2 separate regions of the Macaca mulatta genome follow, and region 2 is linked to region 1. A link is a contact called in public Hi-C data. All regions are on one chromosome and are shown on one strand. Each heading gives the region's core, a stretch centred on a gene start, on an enhancer-like site or on the middle of the called end of the contact. The rest is flanking DNA. Distances are from core to core; before and after follow the strand shown. Region 1 holds the start of TCEANC (transcription elongation factor A N-terminal and central domain containing). Region 2 holds the start of GEMIN8 (gem nuclear organelle associated protein 8).

What was found. Hi-C and Micro-C count contacts between places; a contact is called where the count stands out from the background.
Region 2: a Hi-C map of liver shows a contact between it and region 1, with 8 times the contacts expected there. The contact joins the promoter of GEMIN8 here to the promoter of TCEANC in region 1. A contact is called at or near these places in 6 of 14 Hi-C or Micro-C datasets (CD4 T cells, blood, cortical neurons and 3 more).

The regions. Positions count from the first base shown.
Region 1 is chrX:13,297,963-13,304,370 of T2T-MMU8v2.0, reverse strand. It overlaps TCEANC (transcription elongation factor A N-terminal and central domain containing), which reads right to left and starts at 3,306. Exons shown (of 4, transcript XM_077988142.1): 1 at 3,187-3,306; 2 at 1,016-1,100. The coding sequence starts at 1,038.
Region 2 is chrX:13,663,324-13,669,731 of T2T-MMU8v2.0, reverse strand. GEMIN8 (gem nuclear organelle associated protein 8) reads left to right here and starts at 3,092. Exons shown (of 5, transcript NM_001257640.1): 1 at 3,092-3,222.

The sequences.
Region 1 (6,408 bases), core at 2,057-4,556:
TCTGACAATTGCTATAAAAAGACAAAGTAAGGCATATGTCCAGCTTAGTTCTACATAGTTCATTCAATAAATATATATTAGGGATAGAGTATGTGCTAGATGCTGAGCCTAAACAGTCTCTGCCTTGAAGGAGCTGATAGCCTAGTGGAAGTAATACTGACAAGAAACTGGCCAGTTACAACACATGTGGTATTTCAACGTGGACAGACACTGGCTGCTAGAGAAAACACACACAGGGTGGTACCAAACCCTATCTGGGCTCTCCATCATCTGGACAGCTACAATTTGCTTCTTCACTGCCTTCACTCTACTTCTACACTCTACTCACAAAGTGAGTCTGGCACTTTGTTAGAGGGATCATCCTCTAGTACAGATCTCAGCAAGATATTCCCTCATTTTCCTGCTTAAAGCCCTTCAGAGGTTTCCCCTTGCTTTCATGATGGAGCCAAAGCTTCTTGGCCAGTGGCAAAAAGAGCCGTAGCAGGCCTCCCTCTTGACTACTCTCAACCACTGATGGGCACAGCTCTGTGCCTTTGCTCAAGCAGCATCCTGAGCCTGGCTGATCTCCCACCATTAGTGGTTCTTAACCCTGATTGCACATTAGAATCATCTGGGGGAAATTAAACAACAAAAAACAAAAACAAACAATGGCAGGGCCTCACTCCAGATAGGATGAATTAGGATCTCTGAGGGTAGGGCCTGCACACTGGCTCAGCTCTCCAGGGTGACTCTGATTTAAACCACACACAGGCATACAACCCTCCTCCACACCCCAGCAGGACCTCCCAGTTAGGCTGCCATCAGCCCCAAAGACAGCTCTGGTTCTGCTCCTGGACTGAATGCAGACAACTCTGACTTTGGCTTTTTCTAGATGAGTCTCATTCAGTCAGAAAAGATTTGAAACACCTACTGTGAACAATGCAGCTGACAACCTTCTCCACAAATTACACATGACAACTGTAATATTTTAAATGTCATAATGTACACAATCCCTGATACTCACCCCCTCACTTACCTCTTCACAGTGGAAGGCAACATATATTTATTGAGCAACTCTCTGGGACATACACTCTCCTGTCATCTCAATCCTCACAATATTCCTGAAATACAGATAATGGCTTATTTTCATCTTACAGGTGAGGAAACCTGCTAAAAACAGTAAATAATTTGCATGTTTTTTTTTCAGGGTGTTCATCACATTTAAAAAACGTTTTTACTGCCTTCCCCACAAGACCATAAGAGAAGATCCACATGTTTTATTCACCTATACACACCTAGCAAACACCCAGCCAGTGCTTACTATTACTTAACACATTTTTGTTGTTGTTAAATGAGTGATGAGCATACAGGATGCTCTCTCTCTTCTCTGCTTGTGAGCTTCATTTCTTTTCACTACACACCAGCTTGCTTGTACTCATTGCACCTAAGCCCAGTGCTCCTCGGCTTCTTCCGCAGGAGACCAAGTCCATCTCGATTCTAGTTCAAAAAAATAATTCAAAAAATTCTAGTTCAAATATATCTTGTTAAAAAAACAAAACAAAACAACCACCACCACCAGAACCATGGTGCCCACTGTGGGCTAATCAAAAGGGGTTGGGGGGTCAAAACATTTGCATAAAGAAGGTCAAGCAGGTCCAGTTCCTAGAAATGAGGGGTGCTGAGCAAGTTGGATAAGTTTCCTGACCATTCTGTGCCTCAATTTCCTCATCTACAAAATGGGAGAAATCCAACATCCTAGGATTAATGAGAATTAAATGAAAGTCTTGATAAAGTGCTTTGAACTATGGCTGTCACACAGTAAGTGTGAATAACAGGATGTGAGTCTACAATTAAAAGGCTTAAAAATATCTACCAAACCAGGCATTGTTCTAGAGCAGGGGGTCAGCACACTTTTTCTGTTAAAGATCAGAAGGTACATATTTTAGGCTTTGTAGGCCATACAATCTCTATGGACTACTCAACTCTGTTGCTCTTGTAGCAGCAACAGCAGATACAGAAAATAACATAAATGGATAGGCATGATCTTGTTCTGGTAACACTTGTTTACAAAAACAGGCAGGCTAGATTTGGCTGCAGGTCATAGTTTGTTGACCCTTTTCTAGAGCAGGGCTGTGCAACATAAATATAACATGTAAACCACAAATATGATTTAAAATTTTCCAGTAGTCATGTTAAAAAATAAAAATTGAAATTATACATTTTATTTAACCCAGTATATCCAGAATAGTCATCTCAACACGTGATTAATATAAACAAATTGAGATAGTTTACATTCTTTTTCATGCTAATTTTCCAAACTTCACTGTCTTACACTTATAGCACATCTCAATTCGGACAAGCCACATTTCAAGTGCTCAAGCCTTATGTAACTAATGGCTATCATTATTGGACACCACGGTTCTAGAACTGATGCTAATATGGATAATGCTTAGATGCATACCTATACCAAAAAGTTTATACAGTGCCAGGAAAAGTAGGCACGAAATATGGTATTGGATCCATATAAAAACTTACAAAGATTAGCTAATATTATAGTAAGCAAGGTGCACACATCTGCACAAAAATGGCCTAAACCCTGAGAAGAACGAGAGGAAAGTTCTGGAAACAATGTTTCCAGAAGTTGGTAAAAAGTCAATAATAACCTAGATCTGTTCAGATCTTTAGATCTCTTTAAAGCCTAAAGAGAAAGTGTAACTTTCTAGCCCTAACCCACTTACAGCTCCCCAGCTTCACAGAGAGCCCCGCCCTCTATGGAGAGAAATGATGCCAAATGTTGGCAGTGGTGTAGCGGTTACTTAACTGCCACTCAGTACTGCGCTAGGGCCCTTTCCCTTAATGGTGACCCCTAGTAAAGGTGCAGCGAGAGGAAGAGACCAGCCCAACAGCCCGGTCTAACCCGGGTTCGAGTTCCGGTGGGTGGGGTCGAGCAACATGCAAAGCCTGCCGCTAATCATCTTGGGATGACGGCCCAGCACCCAGCACACAAGCAGCTGCAGTCCCGAGGGTTCAGCCCACTCTGGCGACCTCGGCAGTCGGAGAGGAAGGGGCGGGGGTGAGAGCACCTTTGGACCTACGCCGCCCAGGGCGCACCGGAAAGCCGCCGCGAGCCGGGGTGGGCTTCCGCTGGGAACAAGGGCTCGCCTTTCTGCGGGACACAGGCCCTGGCAAACCTGAAGCATGACTCACTGAAAAGCGCAGGCGCAGTTCCGGAGCTTTCAGCCGCCCAGCGTCCACGGAGAACTTCCGGTCACCGGGACAGGGACAACTTCAAGGCTTAGCCAATCCAAGCCCACAGGCTGGCGCACGTGGGCCTGGGACCCGGCGCATGCGCACTAGGGAAATGGCGCATGCGTAGAGCGAACGGCGGCGGCCGTGGGACTGGGCTCGCGCGGCTTCCTGGAGGAGGAGCTATGGCCCCGCCCCTGGCCCGATAGAAAGAAACTGCACTTTCGTTTTTTAGCAGCAAAGGTTGTTGACGTACTTTACAACTTACCTGTTCTGCTTCTACTCAGGACAGTCAAGACAGTGTTCAGCTAGATGTTCACATAACCGTAGACATAAATGTGAATCTATTTAACGCAGTAATTAATTCAAAAAGTGTTTTTAACATCCTAGCATGCAACAGTTGATATGAAAGTAGTAAATGTTAATTGAGTGGTCATGTGCATCCTGGACTTCTCATCTGTGCACATTCTCATTCTTTGCCTGCAAAGGGCCAGTAAAAGCACAGTGATGGTTGAACGAATGTGACAGCCTCCTATGCTGATGCCTTACTCCAAAGTAATTTGGGGAAAGGTTCAGGGAAGCAGATTATCCAATCCAATACTCTGGACTGGGTGCTGGCAGAAAGGAGGGCGATTGTATGATTAAGTATCATAATAAATCTTACCTAAAAGGAGGGGAGACAAGACCAGTGACTCATTAACTTACCTAAAAGGAGGGGAGACAAGACCAGTAACTCATTAACTGGGATAGGGGATGTTTGGTCATTTTTGTGGTTTGGACAATGTTTATGTTTTTTCAGCATTCCCACGTGATTACAAAGGAGTCTTGTTTTTGTCTTGATCCATCCGGTCAAAGAGTGGTCACGTCTGATGGTGTTCTGTGAAGTATTTATGTTCCACGGAGCACCAAGGCCCAGCTGTGACTGCCGGGTCAGCTCAGAGCTGTCAGGGGTTACTTTTATCTTGCTGTCTATTACAGGGCTAAAATGTTTGCCATTGTAAATTGTAATGCAATTTTCACTTAAGAATTATATAATACCTTGTTGAAGAAAAAATTATTTGGCTGGGCGTGGTGGCTCACGCCTGTAACCCCAGCACTTTGGGAGGCTGAGGCAGGCGGATCACAAGGTCAGGAGCTCAAGACCATCCTGGCTAACACGGTGAAACCCCGTCTCTACTAAAAATACAAAAAATTAGCCGGGCGTGGTGGCACGTGCCTGTAATCCCAGCTACTTGGGAGGCTGAGGCAGAGAATCGCTTGAACCCAGGAGGCGGAGGTTGCAGTGAGCTGAGATCGTGCCCTGCACTCCAGCCTAGCGACAGAGCAAGACTTTGTCTAAAAAAAAAAAAAAGAAAAGAAAAGAAAATTATTTAATGACACTTGTCACTTGTTAAAGCATGGTAAGGAAGACTTTATTCAGGACCATTGAGGTAGACATAGGGACCACTGCAACAGGGTCTTGCAGTGGGGAAGAGAGATTGGGCTCAACTTCAAATGTGGCATGGAAAAGTGAGAATTTATAGCCAAGGAGCAAGGAAGGGAGGTCAGTGAATGGACCTCCCTGACCTTTGCTGTAGAAATTTCTGGCCCAGTTCATCTGGAATGAATCTAGGGCTGCCAATGGATTCTAAAGAGGTTGCTGAAAAGTTGGTTCTTTTGGGCAATTTAAAAATGGAATACTTATAAAAGTACTCACATCTGTGATAATTTATCATGCATAGTTTTCAGGCCTTTGTTTTAAAATCATCTTTCAGCTGCTTCAATACTCTGGAATTCTCTTTGATAAATTTCCCTTAGTGCAGCGGAAACCTCTTTTCAATCCTTATTAAGTCTCTGAGTAGCAATATATTAACAGATATTCTGAGCTCATGCAGACAGCCCTTTCCTGCGAATTCCCAAGGAAGAGAGGCAAAATCCTTTATGGGCCTTCTCCAGAGGCTAATGTTACACATTGCTGAGGGAACAGTTACAGATGTTTTCCATGGAATGAGGTCAGAGAAACTGCCTCTTTCTGGGTTCTGAGGTGCCGGCCGGTGTTCATTTCCTGATAAAACACCAGGACCAGACACTGGGCTTAACTGGGGATGTTCTTATAAGTCACAGTATGGAAGGCATAGGATTAAAACAATGAACAGTTCCCTTGAAATCTCAGGAGTTACAGAATATTAGGAAATAGAACAAAAAGTCATACATTATAGAAACAGAAACCTTATGTTTAAGTTCTGCAACATATTTCTCAGACTTATGCAGGTGAAATGACAGAGAAGCAGCAAACATGGTATCTCCAGTGAACATCCCCAGAGGCTCCCAGAAGAGCTAGTTCCATGGGTCAGGCAGTGCCTGGCTGGTGGGCCACAGACTGCTTAAACCAACCTAGTACCACTTTTGTTCTTTGGAGGTGCCCACTTTGGAGATCTTTTGGAGGACCCTCCCTTTGCTGGTAGCCTCTTCTTACCCATTCCATGGTTCAGATGCTGTACCCTCTGGTTGACTGCTGGCTCCTGCTTTTGGTAGTACATCCCACACAAATTTTTTCTGTCAGGTTACCTCACTTGCAGGCCTCTTGGTCAGGGTCCTTCCAAGACAGCCTAGGCCCAGCTGCTTGCTTGATGTGTACTTAGCCCATGGGAACAACCCAGTGGCTCTGCTCCCCACCCAGCCCTGGAAGCAGGGCTGTTCCCTCTGCAGCCCTTCTCGTCATCTTTACAGTCGGTCTTAGGTAGCTCTAGCTGGCTTCTCGCCTATTCATTGTTTTTTTTTTGTTTTTTGTTTGTTTGTTTGTTTGTTTTTTTGGAGAGTTAGACACCATTCTACAACAGGGGCACCTGTCCATCTCTCTGAGTGGTTCTGTCAAAGTCCCCCTCACTTGCCTTGGAGTGGGGTGGGAAGGAAGCTTCCAGAACTGTAACAACCCTCTTTCACTCTTGCCTTCTCCTGTACATAAGCTGAAGAGTGGCAAGGGGGCTCACCATTTAGTAAGCCCTGGGTAAATGGTCTAACATCTGTCATTAGAACCAGGAGACACTTAACATTGTGCTCACCTTTGGGGCCTTGGACAAAACTCTGAGTCAGGAAATATCCCATGTAACATCTTCTTGTACCTGTAGTAATCTCCAGATCAGTTCCATACCTCTTATTCTCCTTTTCTGTATCATTTGTCCATTTTGCTAATTTCTCTAGAAG
Region 2 (6,408 bases), core at 1,843-4,342, 370 kb before region 1:
TCCTTTCCAGACACACCAGGATACACTGATAGGGGACTACTATGCCTTAACAGGCACTAGGATTTTAGATGCCTTGTTTGAAGGAGTGGTTCTCAACCAGAAGCCATTCCCCACACCCTCACCCTAGGGACATTTGTCAATGGCTGGAAACATTTTTGGTTGTCATAAATGGGGGCAGGGAGAGACATCCAGTGGGCAGAGGCCAAGAATGCTTCTAAATATCCTACAATGCACAGAATAGCCCCCACAATGAATTATGCAGCCCAAAATGCCAATAGTGCCGAAAGTGAGAGATCATGTTTAGAGTTCCTCATCTGACAGGATTCTTTAAAGTTTTGCCATAATCCATTTAAAATTTGAAGCGTATGCCTGAGAAAAATTAAAGAAAATACCGAGGAATTGCCATTTGTAAATATCCACCAGATGGCGCTAAACGACAAGTGAAAATCAAACCTCCTCTAGCCTCCATTTCAAAATTCGCTTTCTCTCCCTGGTCAACCCCCTGGAGTAACAATCCCCATTCTTTTCAAATAGGATTGTTCCTTAGGTGCTTAGTGTTCCCCACCACCAGTATTTTTATGCAAGTGAGTTAAAGTGAGTAATGACTAAAACTCAGACTTAAAGATGAAAAGAACAGGACTACCTCCTCAATCAGCTACAAAATTTCCATTCCCTGTAGCAACAAGGGTATGGGAGAATCAGCTAGTTTCTTTTCTTCTTTAGTCAACTTTTAGCTGGGCACTTGGCCATCTGAAAAAGACAATTCCAAGCTCCTTTACCCTTAGGAGGGCTAAGTAATGAAGTTCAGGCCATTAGTAGGAAGTGATCAGAAGTGCTGTGGGCCACCTCTGGGTAGTACTCTTAAAGCAGTGGTTCTCAACTGGGGGTGACTTTGCCCCCCCACGCCAGCCCAGGAGACATCTGGCAATGTCTGAGAACATTTTTGCCTGTCACAACTGGGAGACAGTAGTGGCATCTTGTGAGTAGAGACCAGAAATGCTACTAAAACTCCTACAATGCACAGGACAACCCCCAAAACACAGAATTATCCAAATGTGAATAGTGCCAAGGTGGAGAAATCCTTAGAGGTAAAGGGCTTTCCCTTTCCCACTGGCTGAAAGGTGCAGTGGTGCACCATCTTGGACCATGTGGGCCAAGGCAAGAAACCAGGGAGGGTGGAGCTATGAGACAGGTAGAGCTGCCATACTCTGGACTCCTTACACCCAGACTGCCATTAGATAGAAATACACTTCTCAACAGTTTGAGCCACTCCTCTTCTGGGTCTCTGTGACAGCAGCCAACTAATATTCTATCTAATGCCATAGTATACCACATATATTGTATTTTTTCATTCATAGAACCAGGAATTGCTCTACCTGAACTATATCCACTCTAGGCCTGCATCCTTCTGCCTTTCCCAGGAACCCCCTGAGCTCTTTCTCCCTATCTTACCCCTCTCCATCTTTCTTTCCTTCCTCTCTAGATGCTGGCTTCTTCCTTCAGGTAGAGATTCCACCAGGCCCCAACTGACTTATCTCTCTCAATCCAAACCTGACTTTTCCCACAAGACATCACCCTCCTACCATCTCCTGCTTCTATCCATAGGTATCTCATTTCCTCCCATATCCATTTTCTGAGGAGGAGGAATCATCTTTTCTAAAATAATCCCCCTCTATATACATATACTTTCTGGTCCTTACCCTGCTATACTGTCTTCATATAACTCACCACAACATACAATTCTATTTATCTGCTGATTGTCTATGTTCTACACAAAAGATTTAATTTTATGAGCCCCAAAACTGTATTGTTTACTACTGTGTATCTGGTAAATAGAATACCACGGTACAATAGAAATACAAAGCATGCCACACATATAATTTTAAATGTTCTAGTAGCCACACTAATAAAGTAAAAATATAAAGATGAAATTTTAGTATTTAACCTCAATAGTCCTTCTCTAAGATGTTATCACTACAAAGAAAATGAGATATTTTACATTCTTTTTCTCATTCTTCTTCAAAATCTGTAGTGTAATTTATCTCAGTTCAGACTACTACAATTCAGGTTCTCACAGCCACATGTAAGGGTTACAACGGACAGTGCTAACACAGAATACTTGGCACATAATAGGCATCCAGTAAATATTTGTTCAAGTTTATATTCTTCTATACCATTTAATTCTTTTATACCATAGGAATAACATAGTAATGTCACGTCATTAATATCACCCAATTGACTTAGCCATTCTCTTGTTGGGCATTTAAGTCATTTCCAATTTTCACTTTTTAAAATAATTCTGTAATAAACACCTGGTTCGTACCTGTTTTTCCTTGGAATAAATTCCCAGAAACTATTAAATATGATTAATTGCCCCAGAAATGATATGTCACGTAAGACTTCTAATTGTTTATGCTTGGTTCTTATTAATGATTCTTGTGTTGTTAACAGGGCAGGTATTGCTGTGGTTATAATTACAAACATATTAGTAAGTACTAATGTTTTGTCTGCTGCAATGCATCAGGCACTGCGCATTAGGTTATGCATATCTTATTGACGAGAAACACGAGGCTTGGGGAGGTTTTACCTAGCACTGGAATCGCACTCAAACTGAGATCTGGGTTAATCTATTTTCAAAGCCTGGGCGTTTTCCCCTGGGACAAATTAAAGAAAGAAACTAAAACTCTGTTTTAGTTAAGAAAGAAAACAGAAAGGAAGAAAGAGAAGGCTAAGTAAAGACAAGGGAAGGAAAACGAAGAAAGCTGAGGAAAGGACAAAAAGTTAAAGGCTTGAGACCCAGGCCATGCAGAAGCAACACACCCGCCGGTGGGACAGCACCGTCCGACCCCCGGCGCGGGTGCCCGCGGCGGTCCCAGCGCCCTGCCGGGTGCAGCACCCTCCCCTCCAGCCCCGCTACCCGCCGCCATCCCACGCCTGCCGCCCAGGCGATCCACTCGGAGTAGCCGATCAGCAGGCAGCTTCCGGCCTCCAGCAGGCAGCTTCCGGCCTCCAGCACAGCACCGCCTGCGGTGCGAACGTGGCGTCCGCGACGCAGGGGGGACTTCCGGCGCGCCGCGCCACGTGTTCCGCACCGGAAGCGCGCTTCCAGTCGCCCCGGCAACAGCCGCCCCCCTCGTGTCCCCATTCCCCCTCTGTGTCTCCAAGGAAAACCAGGCCCCTGCTCGGCCAACGCCCAGGATCCGCAAGCTGCGCGCCCACGAGGTGACTTCGGGGACGGCTGGGTTTCCTTTGGGAAGTGAGGGAGGAGCTTAGAGGCCCCGGGCCCTGGCTTCTTATGCGCAGAGAGCCGAGGTCTTGGACGTCACATTGCTATCATAATTATGTTAACCCCGCGACAAAAGGTGGGGCCAGAGGCCCATGAGATTCCTAAATCATTGCAGGTTAATTGTGAGAGGGGACCAGTCCCAGAGGCTCTCAGCTCTACAGTGCTTCCGAATCACTGGACGACTCTTTAACAATTCTGATCCCCGGGCCCCCATCCCAGACAAATCCGAGTCTCTAATAGTGGGGCCCTGGCCTCGGTGGTTTTTAAAGCTGCCCAGGTGATTCTGGCGTGCCGAGAACCACTGTGTTAAGGTCTGTAGGTGAATTTGGATTTTGCCCATCCAGCCCAGTATCTGAATCTAATTGCCCTGGACAGCCACATACTTGGAGTATGTCTAGGATATTGGCCTGTCTGCTCAAAAATTCGAGATTTCTTTCTTTTCTGTTGCACTTTAACCTCTGCAGGAGGTCAGAGCTTTTGGTGGGAGTTATCTTGAGACATCTGGCGCCTACAGTTTATGGGCTTTGTGTCTGTGCCCACTTATCAGTAATGAGCTGTAGTTGAACCAGTGGCCAATGAAGTGCATTTTATCTCTGAAATCTTGATGTTCCCTTAGTACAGATTAGATGGTTCTGAACAATTTTGTTTTTTTCAGGAATGATGTTTTTAAACTCGTTTGACAGTCTAGGCTGTGCATTCAGCTGTTTTTCATCTCAAATCAGAACAACATTACTTGAAAAATCTAGACTAAAGATTGGTAATGCAACACTTCTGGGATTATGTATGCTCACAGCTCCCATGAATTGTAGGATGAAAGCTACCTTTTAAAAATACTATTTTTGCTAGCATAATTTATCAGAATAACAGTCTCTGGAATTTCAGTGTGAACAGAAACCATATATTTTTAAAGACTGCTGGTTAGTAACTTTGAATAAGCATAACTGAAATCAAGTTCACAGGTATATAAATCCCCTCTGTGTTCATTGCTGTACTGGGGAAGTATACAAACTAAAGTTCCAGAGAGAAATGTTCATTCTGAAACTGTTATATAGATGGTGATTAATCATTTTGGGGTTTTTTTAAAGGAGAGGATGAGATGAGAATGATGGGGGAAAGTTTTGAACAATTAAGGCTAGAGTGTAAATTGGAGAGTTTGCAAAGTAGGTACAGAACTTTTTTTGAACAACTTCTCTACAAGAGGAAATTCAGCCACGGAACAGCTGGACAAGTGAAAAAAGAATGTAGCTGATCAAATATCAGATGAATTGAAAAGATCCTTGAAAACATAATGTACTTAAATATTTGCTTCCTGAAAAGATTTGGTGCTTTATAGTCAGTTTTTGAGTTACTAGGTCCTCAGTGATTTTGGGGAATAGATGTAGCAGGAGAGAACATTATCAAGAAACAACAGACAAGCTCAACAACAATTTCAACAGCATCTAAGAGCGTGAAATATTAGCTCTTATTTTTGTGCTCGAAGGAAAATAGGAAACTTAAAAGTAGATTGTAGAATCCATGCCTACAGGTAATTGAGTAAGTGCCCAAGTGAATGAGGCATAGTAAGTGCCTGTAAATTCAGAAAAGAGAGATTAACATGGAATTACCATGAATATGTTTATAGAAAAAAGTAAATTTGAAATAAGACTCCTGAAATGTACTAGCGATCTTAACTACTTTAAACTACCCATGGTTTTTGCTGTTGTGCTCTTAATTTGTAGTAACTGCCTATTTAACCCTATTCCCTTATGGTCACATTAGGTTTTGCTTATGAAGGACATGCTTGCTGTGAAACAAACTTATCTGTTTCTTCTTTTGAACTGTGTTATCATTATGTCATTCTCAGTCACCCCATTGCTTGTTGTGTTCCTGAGTCAGAGGGTAACTTTGTTCCTGGCCTCATATTTCACTTTTGATTCTGATATTAGTCACATGGAGATTCAGAGAACTTGCAAATAAATCCATTCACAAATTCATCACACTTGCTGACAAATTAAACAATGCCCTTCTGTGGGTGGAATGTCATTTGTATGAAAAAAAGAATTGTTAACTACGTCCTTTCAGTCTTACTCCTTCCCCTTGCTATGCCTTCTTTGTGACAGTACTTATTACAACATCCAGAAGAGGGTAAATTGGGGTTGGGGATTCAGGGAATAAAAATAAAATAAAACTCAGTTTTTTGACTGCCTTGCCCATCAGTTTTAACTGTAGCTATTATAGACGGGGAGGTGCAGGCTTTCTGAACACAGTGGCATGTGCACTTGAATAGGCCTATGTCCTGCCCGAGATGGAGCTTGGATGCCTGCAGGTGAAAGAAGTCCGTTTGGACTTGAGCCATCTTTGATGTCCAAATCACTAAGCAGGGACCATGCAAAGACACAGGAGGGAGCCCATGAGGGCATCAAGCCAGATGAGCTTGCCAGCCTCAGCAACTAGCCAGGGATGGGGGCAGGGCTGCCTAAGTAGGTGGGGCAGGAAGCCCGGCCCTCAACAAAACCCTATTATATTCTTTGTCTTAGTGAGGAAGTTCTTACTGTTGTGTGTATTAGTGGAAGACATCTTCTGTGATAGGGTTATTATTGCATGTACAGAGAGATTCTTAGAACCGCATATGACTCAATGTATCTCACTCAGATTTCTCACCATACCTTCACTTATTTTGCTGCAGTGCCCAGCAGATCTCCTTGAAACAGTGTGTACTGAAGATCTGACTAAATCCTCCAAATTACCTGGTTGGCTCAGAGAACCAAATTACTGGAGCTTTGTAGGAAAGGTTTGACTTTCAGGGCTTTAGCCAGAGTAACTTATTTAATGATTGACTTTTAATGCGTTTCTGTGCAAAGATCAAAGCAGGTGAATTTTCATGTATTTTTAGAATTCTAGTAGAAAAGGAAGATAGGAATATCTAGTTCAAGTATACACTCTAGTTTTTAGGGGAATTTGTGTTTTTATTTTACTTTTTTGGTTGCTACGATGTGTCCTATATTCTATATTTATAAGAACATAAGTATGTAATTAAAAGAATATATTTGATGGCACTACCTGTCAACAAAGCCACTTATTTGTGAAATTTTTGGGTAACTTGATGGAAATAGTCACGTTTTATCCATTGAAAACTACAAAGT